Regions from separate parts of the Mus musculus genome. Here region 1 is linked to region 2. A link is a contact called in public HiCAR-type data. All regions are on one chromosome and are shown on one strand. The core of a region is the stretch at or near the end of the contact, and the rest is flanking DNA. Distances in the headings are between cores, read along the strand shown.

Region 1 (6,612 bases), core at 2,628-5,127, 2.7 Mb before region 2:
TCTCGACACACTGTCACACTGTGACAGCACAGAAAGTTATACTTGCATCTTGCTGCTCTTCTGGAGTCTCCTATTCTAACCAGCACAGCAGGTTCTAGCCCCAGACACCTAACCCTGAATCTTCCCAATGGCTCTAGGAAGCCAGTCCCTATGATTGGAGTTTAGAGTTTCATTGGTTATAAGGTCATAAGAACTATTATTATTATTATTATTATTATTATTATTATTATTATTATTATTATTGAAATCCCTGATAGGGGCCAGAGAGGTAGCTCTGGTAAAAGCGCTTGATGAGCACGCCTGACTAACTCAGGAGTCTTGACTTCTAGAGCCCATGGTAAAGAGGACTCCAGAGAGCTGTCTCCTGACCTCCATGTGTGGGCTGTAGCAGGCACACCCCCAGCCCCATGCCTATCATACACCATACACAAGCACACAACTTAAAATTTTAATTAAAAGAAATCACGGGGGCTGGAAAGATGGCTCAGCGGTTAAGAGCACAGACTGCTCTTCCGAAGGTCCTGAGTTCAAATCCCAGCAACCACATGGTGGGTCACAACCATCCTTAATGAGATCTGATGCCCTCTTCTGGTGTGTCTGAAGACAGAGACAGTGTACTCACATACATAAAATAAATAAATAAAACTTAAAAAAAAAAGAAAGAAAAGAAAAGAAAAATCTCGGATAGAAAGCCACTTGTAGTGAGAATTCAAAATACTATGCTTTCATTTTAGTCTCAGGCATGGGGATGGGATATGAGGCTGCTTCACAGCAGCTGACTGTGATTCGCCTCGGGCTCTAGCAGAAGGTTCCTGCAGTTGTGTGACGTTTAGAATTCTGGAAACTCTTCAGAGAGTAATGGTAGGGCTCTGAGAGGCAGGGTAGGGGTGGTTGGTCGTTGAGGAGGTTTGGGTGCAGTCAGTGGCTATGTTCAAAGAAGAAACAAGAAGAAATTCAAGGAGCTCTATTCCCCTCCCCCATCCTTCCTTCTCTCCTATCTGGTGACAGGGGATGAAACTGGGAGAAAGGAGGACCAGAGAGTGTATGTCGGGGGAAAAAGAATCTGCAAAGCAGCAAAGGCCAGCTACAAGCAAAGAAGAAGCAAGAAAAAAATTAGATTCAGAGATCTTTATTATCTAAACACCCCCCCCCCCCCACCTGTGCATCTTTCTCTCCTATCTATTGATAAGGAGTGGTAAAACTACAAAGACCAGCTACAGTCACTATTCTTCATTTGGCCAAATAGAGACACTGGGCACACAGACTCATTTTTTATTCATAACAGAAATGCTGAATTGTCCACATTCTGAAAAGAGAACTTCAGAGCAGAAGGTAGGTCTTTAAAACAAATCAATTCACCTCCATATCAAAGCATTAGCCCAGTTTTTATGATTTTTGACAAGGGTAGATCCCATCAGTGCTGGCACTGAGCTTCTGAGCAATTACTTGAGAACAATCAATTTCTTGCAATCAATTTCTTAAAGGGATGAGGGGAATTAAAAACAGCTCTTTTAAGACAAAAACCCGAGGATCTCCAAATTATCTAAGACTTCATCGAAGAGAAATTACTCCTCTGTATCAGTGACACCTGATCCTCTACACCAATTATGGAAAGTGCTGCTCAAAGCCACAAAGGTACTCAGAGGACGATGGCAGTGAGGCTGGCTTCTGTAAGAATCTGCCATTTGCTATGAAATGAATCCAAAACAATGCTGGCCTACGTGTGAATTTACACGTGTTATTATTGCTGAACAATAATTTCCTCAAACTTTTCATGTGGAGACTCTGGTTACAAGGCCCTTTCTCCTTTCAAATTCCTGGAGAACAGTTTTGTTTTTTGTTTTTGTTTTTTTTGTTGTTGTTGTTGTTGTTTTTTGGGGGGACTTATGTTGCCGAGGGAAAACAGAAAAAAGTCTGAAATGTCTCATGTTTGATATTTTCACTTTACCAAGTATCTGACATCTTTTTTTTAAAAAAATTCTTCTTTATTTTATAATCTTAAAAACAAACTTTTATTATTATAGTATTGTGTTTTCATGTGTATTTGTGTTTTGCCTGCATTTATGTCTGTGCACCATGTACCAGCCAAGTTCCCGCAGAGGCCAAAAGAGGAGAAAGTCAGAAAGGGATATAGGAGCCACTGAACTGCAGTTACTAAGGGTCCTGAGCCGCTGTGGAGGTTCTGGGGATCAAACCCCACGAAAAGCAGCAAGTGCTCTTAATCACTGAGCCATCTCTCCAGCCAATCCTTAACACCTTTTTTAAACACAACTGAACTGTAATGAGAAGGAAGTCCCTTCTCCATGGGCTTTGCGTCTAAAAGATCTCAAAACCAAGGCCAACAAACCAAAGCTCATTTACCTAACGAGAAGAATCTGTACAACCTTTCATAGCCATTGGTGAGCTATAGCTAAAATGTTGTCCTTGTTTTTTTCTGCAGCAGTCTAAGACCCTTTGTGAAGGGCTTAATGTATTTACATTTGATGTCCAGTGTAATAGTGCACGCCTTTCAACCCAGCACTATGGAGGCGGAGGCAGGTGGAACTCTGCGTTCGAGGTTAGCCTGGTCTACAGAGCAAGTTCCAGGTCGACTAAGGCTACAAGGACAAACCCTGTCTTGAAAAACAACTATTACATTTGAGGTTGAAAAAGCAAGTCTCGTGGCAATTAGGTTCTGCTTCCTTGTCCTGTTCTAACTCTGCTTCTAATTCTGAAGTCAACCACCAGGAATGCTTTCCTGGACAAGAACAAAGGGACTGAAGGAAGGGACACAGGAAGAGCACAACAAAGACTCAGCCTTTAATTCTGCACAAGCGCTCTTCTCCAGCCATTCTGGAGCAGACCATCCCAACCCCGGGAGAAGTCAGTGCCTGGGCTCAGCGCAGCCAAGGGCCAGGCTGCTCGCTGCAGCAGAGCTGTCGGCCCGATGGCGAGCCCAAGACAATGCGAGGAAAAGCAATAGGAAAAAAGGACAGAGACACGCCCGCAGCCTAATCGACCACTTACCCATTGGCCACACTAGGTTCCCCTGAGAAGCCGGGGATCAGCGGGTCCGAACGCAGCGCCCGAACATCCGGGCCACAGCGCTCTCAGCCGCTCCGCCTCCCGCTAGCCTGGCAAGCACGCTGGAACCCCGCCCCTGCTACATTCGGCTCCGAGTCCCGCCCCACCACCGCTTCCCCCGCTAGGGGTGTCGGGGGTGCACGCGGCGGACTTCCAGGCCTAGGATTCCCAGAAACCTAGTTTCCTAATCTAGGCTTGGAAGCCTCTCTCTCTCTCTCTCTCTCTCTCTCTCTCTCTCTCTCTCTCTCTCTCGCTTCCGGGTTTGAGCTCAGAGGCTCCACCTTTTCCGGGTCCAGACTCAGGTCTCGTCCCCGCCCTGCCTCCAACTTGAACTGGTCTCCACCGCCTCCAGTGTCTCTTTGAAGGGGCCCTGAGGTCCCGCCCCCGTTTCCTAGACGAAGCTCGTAGCTCCGCCCACCCCGTGCATTCAAGTCGCCGAGGCCTCGCTCCTACCCTGCATTGAGGTCTCCGAGGACCGCCCCCATCGTGCGGGCTAGTTTTCTAGGCACCGCCTCCGCAGAGTAGTCTCTGGAGCCCCGCCCCTATTTTATTGGCTCCTTTTCTAGGCCCTGCCCCTGCCGCGTGTCTAGTCTCCGAGGCCCCGCCCCCGCCGAGCAGTCCAGCCTCCGAGCCCCGCCCCGCTGCTGGAGCAAGTTCCGAAGCCCCGCCCCCTCCGTGTGTTCAAACCTCTGGAGCCACGCCCCCATTTGGGGGGTCTAGTTTTCTAATCCCTGCCCACGCTCCCTGTCCTGTCGCCCAGGCTCGCCCCTGTTGGGAGTCTAACTCTGAATCCTGCTAGCTCGGGCGCGCCCAGTCTAAGATTCCGGACGCTGGTCGCTGGGTGATCTCTGCTCGCCGGCTTGGCCCTGAGATTGCCACCGGTTCTGCGCGTTCTCCCGTTGGGTTTGGCGCTTTCTCCCTGCTTGGAGAGAGCACCACCGCGCTGTGCGGCAGTCCCTGGACGCAGACAATGGAGGCGGCGCTGGCAGTGACCCGGCTGCCCCCAAACGACCCGAGGACGCCAGCACTGTCGGTGGTGGACATGCACACAGGCGGCGAGCCTCTGCGCATCGTGCACGCCGGGTGTCCGGAGGTGGCAGGGCCCACGTTGCTGGCCAAGCGTCGCTACATGCGTCAACACCTCGACTACATCCGGCGGCGGCTCGTGTTCGAGCCCCGCGGCCACCGGGACATGTACGGGGCCATCCTGGTGCCCAGTGAGCTGCCAGACGCACACCTAGGCGTCCTGTTCTTGCACAACGAAGGCTACAGCTCCATGTGCGGTCACGCGGTGCTAGCGCTGGGCCGCTTCGCGCTCGACTTTGGACTGGTGCCCGCTCCCCCAAAAGGCGCCCGGGAGGCTCAGGTCAACATCCACTGCCCGTGTGGTCTGGTGACCGCCTTCGTAGAGTGTGAAGGTGGCCGCAGTTGCGGCCCTGTGCGCTTCCACAGCGTCCCAGCCTTTGTCCTGGCCTCAGGTAAAGGGTGAGACTCACTAGACCCGGTTGAGACAATCCGCGAATCTAACCACTGCTCTGTGGCTGAATATATCTGCGCAACTAACCCACCCTGCCTGCCCTTGCGATTAATAAAAAGGTAATTCCAAATTACTGCAAACACGCTTCAGTGTCTTTGCCTTACAGGTTTGGTGGATGCAATTCTGCTGTCCTGCTGAGCGGATCCATGCTCACAAGGCCTGGGGGGAGCTTAGAGTGGAATGCGGATGAATTGTGCGCTTCCTTTTTTTAAGATCCTCATTCCTTGCTTGTCAGGATTCATAGCCGCTTCACAGTAGACTGAAGTTAAGGACCAAAGGACAGTGTGTGTACCAGAGTTCGAGCATAGCTTAGAATATGCTTGGTAAGAACTAAATGACTCTGAAAGGCACTAAATTTGTAAGCAAAGCTATTGCTGTCCTTGTTGAGAAACAAAGTCCTTGGCTGGACACACAAGTTCACAACCCCTCAAAAGCCATCCAACCTTAGGCAAAGTTCACAGACTCCTTGACTGAGTCTGTACCTTCATTTTATCTCAGAGGTTTTTGTGGTTAGTAATGAGGGTATGAAACATTGTTAAAATTTTTTTTTCTTAAATTAATGAGTGTTCATTGTTTTATTGTTTTGAGACAGGGGGTCACTGTGTAGCCCTGGCTGGAATGGAACCCTGGAATTTCTACGTTGACTAGGCTGGCCCACTTCTTGAGTACTGGTAGATTTTTTTTTTAAAGATTTATTTATTTATTATATGTAAGTACACTGTAGCTGTCTTCAGACACTCCAGAAGAGGGCGTCAGATCTTGTTAGAGATGGTTGTGAGCCACCATGTGGTTGCTGGGATTTGAATTCCGGACCTTTGGAAGAGCAGTCGGGTGCTCTTACCCACTGAGCCATCTCACCAGCCCAGAATTTTTTAAATATCTGAAAAAAAAATATTCGTCAAGAAACAGAGACTTCAAGATATGTAGGATTGTTTCCTGGAGATACAGAAACATGGACGGGGTTTCTGGGTTCTATGGTATAGACTAAGCAGATAATCTGCATAATCGGGACATTTACAAAGAGGAGCATCCCTCTTAGGAATCAACTGGCAGCTGTTTTATCTCTCATCCCAGGTGTCCCTGTAGCAAGAGTACCCAGCATGCAACTTGCAGGGTCCATTTGCCCAGGATAGCTATGAATGTGCCCTCCATAAAAAATGTACACTTACGACGGGGGGGTGGGGGGGTGGGGGGGGGTGGGTGTTGCACGCCTTTAATCCCTTTACTCGGGAGGCAGAGGCAGGCGGATTTCTGAGTTCGAGGACAGCCTGGTCTACAAATTGAGTTTTAGGACAGCCAGGGCTATAAAGAGAAACCCTGTCTCGGAAAAAAAAAAAAAAAAAAAAAGTACATCTTTTAATCATTCATTTTTTTATAGTCTCTGAGTTTCATAGCTCTCCAGCATGGAACTTGCCACACTGGCAGGTCAGACACACTTGCCGGCTTGAGTTCTGTCCATGGAAATGTTTAATGTTTGCCTGGAAGTGAACTGGGAGCTACTTTAACCAATCTAGGAATAAGGTTACCACTGCTTTTCTCCCAAGACTTCAAGCTATGCAAAGCATTCTTAGAAAATCTGACCCTGATCCTCCTTGAATAATTAGACTCTGGATCAGTCTGGGCATAAATGACACTGTAGCTGAACAGGCTTAGGGTGGCCCCAGTAGAGGGAACACCTGTGATGAGGCGGGCCTTGGAGGAATTTGATGCCCTATGAGAGTATGGCACTTGGGAAAAAATGATTTATGGTTTAATAATAATGATAATCAGGGTTAGAATTATTATCATTATTATTGGTTTTTCAAGACCAGCCATTTAACCAGCTGGATACCTAGTTTCTCCCTAAGCAACTTGAGCAGTAGATTAAAGGGAGTCCACGAGTTTCTTCCTTCGAGCCCCGGGAGTGGCAGCAGCGGGAGTTCGTCCTGCGCGTGGCAGGAAGGGTGGTGCTGGGTCCTGTGCATTTCTGCTAGGCAAACCCGATCCCGTGCGACTTGTCTGGTATGACCAGA
Region 2 (7,304 bases), core at 1,559-4,058:
TCCAACTTTACCATGATATCCGGCTTGATTTTAATTTTCAGACACCCTCATTAAAAAAAAAAAAAAATTCCACCTTTTCCAGTACACTGCCTGTGCAGTCTACATTTCCCAAATTCCCTAAGTTTAATTCCTTGAGGATCGCTAAATTAATCCTTAAGGCTACAGAGAAACCAGAAGCTGCTTCACAATTCGGAATGACATTAACATTTGGTTCAAAAAGTTACTATAGTGGTCTCCATCTAGTTACAGGTCCTAGCCAGATCATCTTAAGATCCGGATACAACCAGCACAATGCTTACCCTTAAAGTTAATTTACATTCATTGTCATCTGTAGGTTCTTCCCGTCCAGCCTACTTCCCCTTTGTCATCCACATCTAAGCCATTCATTCAGCACATTTCCTTCCTTACAGGAGATAGATATACTACCGAACCAACAGGATATCTGCAGGAGTAAACCCTACAATCAAGCAAAACTAAATACCTTTTTAAAATAAAACATCTTTTCCAGTGTCTTAATGGAGATGTAGATCACTCATCTATTTAAAAAATGTCATTATCTTCGGTCTAGTCAGCTGCTGTAACGTGAAAACAGGAATGTGTATTTTCTTTCCAGCTACGTTAAAGGGGCATATAATTTGACTTTTTAAATGTTTTATTAGTGAGCAAATGTTTAGTAATTTTAAAACTACTGGTCTTAAGACATTTGAAACAAGGTAACATTCCAGTTTTGTCCAAAAGTCACTTTAAAATATCTACAAATATTTCATCTGTGTGAGGCATACACCATTATTGCTCCATTTTCTGGAAAGAGTATTTTTAAAGGTAAGAAGAGGGAAACAGCGAAGTTGCTAACTTTGCAGTGGAAGAGACCTGTAGGCTTTACAGGCTGCGCTGCTTGTTCTAGGCGGCAGTTAGCTAGGGTGAAGGGAGCTCGAGCTGTACTCCTCCTCATGCACGTTAATGGCTGACACTGCCAGGGGCTCCTGACATTACCTGTCTGACACACTCATGTGCAACTGGAACATTACACTGCTATTACTCATTATCTTGCCACTGTGGGCTTAGTTCACCATACTGGTCTTGGCTATAAAAGGTCACATTTGAAACTGCTAAAGTTAGCGCTAAGGAGGAAGGGGGGGGAGGCCTTAAATATAAAAGACAAACGGCAGTTTGATTAAGCAATAATTTTCAGTTTACTAGATGAAACAGACTTGGAACATAGTCTGCATGAATGCAAAATAAGCCATCTACAGCAAGTGATAAGAACCTGGGCAAAAAGGAAAAAAAGCATACATGGGGGGGAAGATTCTCTCGAAATAAAAAAATCAAACCATTATTATAAAGGACTTTACCAAGAGTTGCTATTACCCCACCCCGTTTGCTGGAAGTCACAAGGCATCTAGCACTGTATTCGTGTCAAATGTCAGATCAGAGCATCCTAACGCAAAGCCAAGAGGGAAAAAAAAAAAAAAAAGGAAACAAAGAAAACCCCCAACCCCACTAAACTGTAGAACAGTAACTCCAGAGTTCAGATTCAAAAAGAGAGTGGCAATTCAAAGAGGTGATGGAGGTGGCGATAATCCTAGGAATGGGTTTTGGATTTCTCTCCTTCCGGGGGCTGGGTGGAGGACGCTCATTAGGATTTGTAGTTAGAGGTTAACCATGTGAGCCCCTCATAGAGTCCGTCCCCGGAGGTGGCACAGGAGGGCTGCACATACCAGTTCCTGTCCCGAATCCGGGTCAGGCCCAGTTTCTCCTGGATCTCATGGGGTTTCATGGCATCGGGCAGGTCCTGCTTGTTGGCGAAGATGAGGATGATGGCGTCCCTCATCTCCCGGTCATTGATAATGCGGTGCAGCTCCTGGCGGGCCTCGTCGATGCGGTCGCGGTCGGCGCAGTCTACCACGAAGATCAGACCCTGGGTCCCGGTGTAGTAATGCCGCCAGAGCGGCCGGATCTTGTCCTGGCCGCCCACATCCCACACGTTGAACTTGACGTTTTTGTAAGTCACCGTCTCCACGTTGAAGCCCACCGTGGGGATGGTGGTCACCGATTGGCCCAGCTTCAACTTGTACAGGATCGTTGTCTTGCCGGCTGCGTCCAGGCCCAGCATGAGGATCCGCATTTCCTTGTTCCCGAAGATCTTGGATAGCACCTTCCCCATCGCGTCGGAAGAGCCGGGGCCGGGGGCATTCAGGTGTCCCGGGTCCCCTCAAGCCTACAACGCCGCCGCGAGCCCGAAACGTCGCCGCCCCGCTGCGAGGACGCCCTGCGGCCTGCGCGAAGCTGCCGGCTAGGGGAGCAGGGGCCCGGCCTGCGCTCACTCGGGCATCGCCCGCCGCCGGGGCCCTGCGTCTGCGCCGGGAGAGCCGCCGCCCTGCTCAAGCGAGGCGAGGCGAGGCGCGGCCGGCCCGGAACTGCCCTTCCCCCCCGCAGGCGCCGCGCGAACGAGCGAGCGAGCAAGCGCCGCCGACAGCTCCTCCGCCGCCTCGGCACGCGCCGGCTCCAACTGCGGCCGGCCTGCCGGCCTGCGAGCACCGGACTCGGCACCGACCCCGGTCACCACCCCGACGACGAGCGCGGCTCGGCGCCCGGTCAGGTCATGGATCCTCGCGGGAACTCGCGGGTGCTCGCCTGCAGGGACACAGAGAGGGAGAAGGGAGTTACCGCCGGGCCTCCGAGGGGGCGCCCAGACCGACGCGGCCCGCCTTTCGGGCTCGGCCCTTGAGGTTACCTCCAGCCGCCGCCCCGAGCGCGGGTTCCCTCCGGCCTCCACCTCCTCCTCCTAGCTCTGCTGCCGCCGCCGCCGCTGCCGGAAAAGGCGCCGAGGAAACCGCCTCACTTCCCCTCCCAACTGCGCACGCGCGCCTCGGCCCGACCGTTCGGAAGAGCGCGACCTCTGAAAGGAGAGTGGCCCGCGCTCTCGACGTCACGAGCGCCACGCGCCGGGGGGCGGGGCTACGGCGGCTCCCGGGGCTCAACGCCGGCGCCTCGCGGAACCTGCTGGCGTGGGGCTGGCCGTGTGCCCACCTGTCGCTCTACCCGGGGTCTCCGCGGGTCTCCTTCTCCGCCACTCGAAGGCGGGGCACGGATCCACCGAGGGCGGGCTTCGTCGGCCCTTAGGACCGGCGCCCCAGCCACGCTTCCCAGGCTCGCTCCCGGACCCCCTGCGCGAAGCCCCTCCCGCTCTCCCCAGCCTTCCTTCAGTTTCCTGGAAGACACGTGGGAGGCCAGTGTTCCATAGAATCCGCCAAAGTAGCCCGCACTTTTTGTACTCGAGTTGGGTCTGCCCCTAAGCCCTGCCTTTGAAAGTTTAAACTCGTTCTTTATAAGTCTGGTCTGAACCGCCCGCATTTCTTAAGAAACAGACTATCAGGGCCGACGAGATGACTGTGGGTAAAGCCTGCCACCGAGAGGGCGGACCCGCCTTCGTTCCCCAGGAAGGAGAGAACCAACTCCCTTGAATTGACTTCTGCTCTCCACGTACTATAAGGAAACTCTTTGGGTTTTGTTCTTATTTTCAAATACTTTTTTTCATTTAGTGTGCGTACGCACGGAGAGAGGTCAGAGGACAACCAAAGTCAGTTCTCCCCTTTCTTCATGTGGGTCCCAGGTATCAAGTCAAGCTTGGCGCCCGACGCTTTTACCTACTAAGCCATCTTGCTGGACCAGGAAACCTTTTTGTATTAAACGGATAGTGTTAAGGTTAAAGTAAGGTGAAATTTTTAATAAAAATAAACACGGGGAGAAAACTTAAGTTCAAGGAAGTTGCTACAACAGCATATGATAATATACTGTTTTTATTTTATAATTAAAAAAAAAAAAAAAGGAAGTCATCTGGTACAGCTCACACCTGTACCAGAAGTGATGAGACTGAGGCAGAGAGGGTCGCTGTAATTCTAGGTCAGTCTAGGCTAGAGAGTGTGCCACTCTATTTAACAAGTACTGGCCTCACAGTCGCTCAGGGTTATCTGAAATTATTCTCCAGCCTCCACCTCCCAGGACAGGGGTGACCCAATGGAGCAACAGGTATTTGAAACCACAGCAGGCTTTTTACTTGACTGAAGATTCGAACTCTGGAACTTACTGCTTACAAAGCAAGTGCTTTTTAATGCACCAAGCCATCTTCCCAGCCCCAATAATAAATGATTAAAGAATAATTATAGTACAAAACAAATAGCAATAGTCAGAAACTAGTCGCCAATAGTAAGAATTAAACTCTCTATGCCATGCTTTAAAAAAAATAGGTCAGTTTGGGGCTGGTTGATACTGCTCAGTGATTAAAGCACTTGTCACCCACCCTGACTTGGAGGACACCAAGCAAAATGTAATTTAAAGACATTCAAGGTGGTGTATGCCTTTAACCCCCGCACTGGAGAGACAGAGATTGATGAATATCTCTGAGATTGAGGCCAACCTGGTGTACATATTGAGCTCCAGGCCAAGTCAAGGTTACAAAGTGAGGTCCTAGCTCAAAAAAAAAAAAAGGTAAATTTTAAAATATTCCAAACACTTCCAAATAGTAATAATTTAGGCAACTATTAAACCATACCACAGATGAAACATCTTATTTTCTTGACCCCTTCTAGAGAATAATTTTTATTTGATGTTTCTATTATATTAATTGTACATAATCATTTTGCCCTCAAATGTGTATATAATGTTTTTCAGTTATTCTCCCCCTCTGTCACCTTCCCTTGCTCCCTTTCACTGACTTCCTTTTTAGTAGCCCCTTCTACTTTCATGCCTTTTTTTTTTTCTTTTACATTTTTGAGACACAGTGATTTCCTTAGTGTTGTTTATGGGAACATGGCACCTGACCAGTGGCTCCACCACTTACAACCTGCCTCTCCCTCCCCTTTCAACTGTTAGCTGCATATAAAATGGCTCTCTAAGGAGTACCTTGGCAGGCAAGAGCAAGCGTGTGGTGAAAGGTTGACCGATTTTCTAAGAAAGACTGGTGTGATATGAAAGTTCCAGCTAGTATTAAAAACATTGGGAAAACGACGGTCACAAGGGACTCAAGGATCCAAAACTGTATCTGCTCAAGAGTCCTACGTTTGAAGTGAGCCTTGAAGATCTACAGAATGATGAAGTTTCATTTAGAAATTTTAAGCTAGGGCTGGAGAGATGGCTCAGCGGTTAAGAGCACTGACTGCTCTTCTAGAGGTCCTGAGTTCAAATCAGCAACCACATGGTGGCTCACAACCATCTGTAATGGGATCCAGTGCACTCTTCTAATGTGTGTCTGAAGACAGCTGCAGTGTACTCATATAAATAAAAATAAATAAATCTTTAAAAAAAAAAGAAAAGAAAATTTAAGCTAGTTACTGAAGACGTTCAGGGCAAAAACTGACTAATTTTCATGACATGGATCTTGAGACAAAATGTATTCCATGGTCAAAAAGTGGCAGACCATGACTGAAACTCATGTTGATATACAGCAACCGTTTTAACCTCTCATATTTGGACTTATTCCCAAATGAAGAGTAAGGAAAGAGGAAAATGAGCAAATAAATCACTCTCCTACCTCGGTGTTCCATAGGATTCCTGTGAGTAAGCTGATTGGTGTGGTGTTCCAGGATTTGAAATATGAGACATTCAAACTTCCAAAGTTAGCTGGGTGTGGTGGCGCACGCCTTTAATCTCAGCACTTGGGGGGCAGAGGTGGGCGGATTTCTGAGTTCGAGGCCAGCCTGGTCTACAGAGTGAGTTCCAGGACAGCCAGGGCTACACAGAGAAACCCTGTCTTGGAAAAAAAAAAAAAGTTCCAAAGTTTTAGCTGGATGTGTATGCCTTTGCTCTCAGCACTCCAAAGGCAGACGAAACTCTGACTTTACCTACATTGTGAGTTCCAGACCAGTCAGAGCTACATAGTGAAATCCTGTCTTAACCAGAAATTCGACTTTTTTGTTTGTTTTGGTTTTTGAGTCCAGCAATGGTGGTGCATGCCTTTAATCCCAGTACTCAGGAGGCAGAGGCAGGCAGATCTCTGAGTTCTAGGCCAGCCTGGTCTACGGAGTAAGTTCTAGGTCAGCCAGGGATACATAGAGAAACCTTGTCTCAGGGGAAAAAAATAAATTTGACTTTTTAATATCAGAAGAATAATTTTAAACTAAAACTCATCTATTATTTATTTAAAAAAGAAAACAGAAAGGCTCAGTCATTCAGATTGCTTTTAATTCAGTTAATTACTGAATATTCCCAATTTAGTAGTTTACTAAGGCAATACTGCATGCAGCATTTGTGACAACACTCATGGGGTCTGTATTATTAGCTCCTTGGTTGTGTATCTGATACAGTGACCCAGTGGCTGCATCTTGGTGCAGAGCGTCTAGCATTCAGGAGACACCCAAGAGAAACCAAGGCTCTGGGGACTGGGTTTCTTGTCCTTCAAAGAACTCTGCTATCTAATATTTTCATTTTCCAGTATGTTGGTCCACCTTCATAGCTATCCGGGGAGAAATGCGGGTTGGACATGGTCTGGAGGTTTCAACTTCAAATTTCCCAGCATCCAGGTTTTCTGCTTTCATTCTGCTCTTACTTTCATATATATATATATGTGTGTGTGTGTGTGTGTGTATATATATATATATATATATATACACACACAAACTAACTTCTAGTTAGTGATGTCACAATGGTACTTAACAGTCAGTAATTTAAAGTATCTCACAAGATTAGCTCTGTCTGTTGCTCTTTTGCCTCTAGCATAGAATTTTGCACTTTATCTGCCTAACTTGTAGGTTAAAAGTCATCTTTTCAAAGGAGTCCTAACTTGGTGGTAACCCTAAGTTAGAAGAGCATTACATTTATACAATCTAGGAAAAAAAAAAAAACCAACAACAACAAAAAACCACTAACTCTCCAAATCTCAACAAAGAATCAGTAAAATAGCAAATTTTCTAATTTAAAACTTAGACTAAAGTAAAGTGAGAATAAGATAGTAAACGTGAGCAAGAAGGAAGAAGGATGAAGAAGGGGAATGAAGACCACCTGGCAAGCTTGGAAACACAGGGCAGGCACTGTGCAAACAGCTTCAGGACAGAAGGGGAAATGCCACCCAAACAAACGCCTGAGACTCTCTGTTCCATATCCTTTTGAGGTTTGCTTTGTAAGCACACACAGTGTATGTACCAAGAACAAACACAGGAGCAGCTTTGATGCTTCTCAGAACCTTTGAACCATCAGTATGTGTTTACCTGCTGTAGCTTCTACTCTGAGGTCAGTTTTGAACACAGAGGCCAAGATTTACGAGTGTGGAAATGGCTGTAAAATGTTACACTGTAACTAAACAACAGCTT

The links. HiCAR-type assays count read pairs that join an accessible place to other places.
Region 1: a HiCAR-type map of astrocytes shows a contact between it and region 2, with 2.8 times the contacts expected there. The contact joins the promoter of L3hypdh here to the promoter of Arf6 in region 2. A contact is called at or near these places in 1 of 39 promoter capture datasets (liver) and 1 of 115 datasets of contacts at active chromatin or transcription factors (astrocytes).

What each region holds. Positions count from the first base shown.
Region 1 is chr12:72,082,578-72,089,189 of GRCm38.p6, reverse strand. L3hypdh (L-3-hydroxyproline dehydratase (trans-)) reads left to right here and starts at 3,877. Exons shown (of 5, transcript NM_026038.2): 1 at 3,877-4,541. The coding sequence starts at 4,034. It overlaps Jkamp (JNK1/MAPK8-associated membrane protein), which reads right to left and starts at 3,351. Exons shown (of 7, transcript NM_024205.2): 1 at 3,007-3,351. The coding sequence starts at 3,010.
Region 2 is chr12:69,367,654-69,374,957 of GRCm38.p6, reverse strand. Arf6 (ADP-ribosylation factor 6) reads right to left here and starts at 2,808. Exons shown (of 2, transcript NM_007481.3): 1 at 2,735-2,808; 2 at 1-2,634. The coding sequence starts at 2,164. The coding sequence ends at 1,637. It also overlaps the pseudogene Gm18113.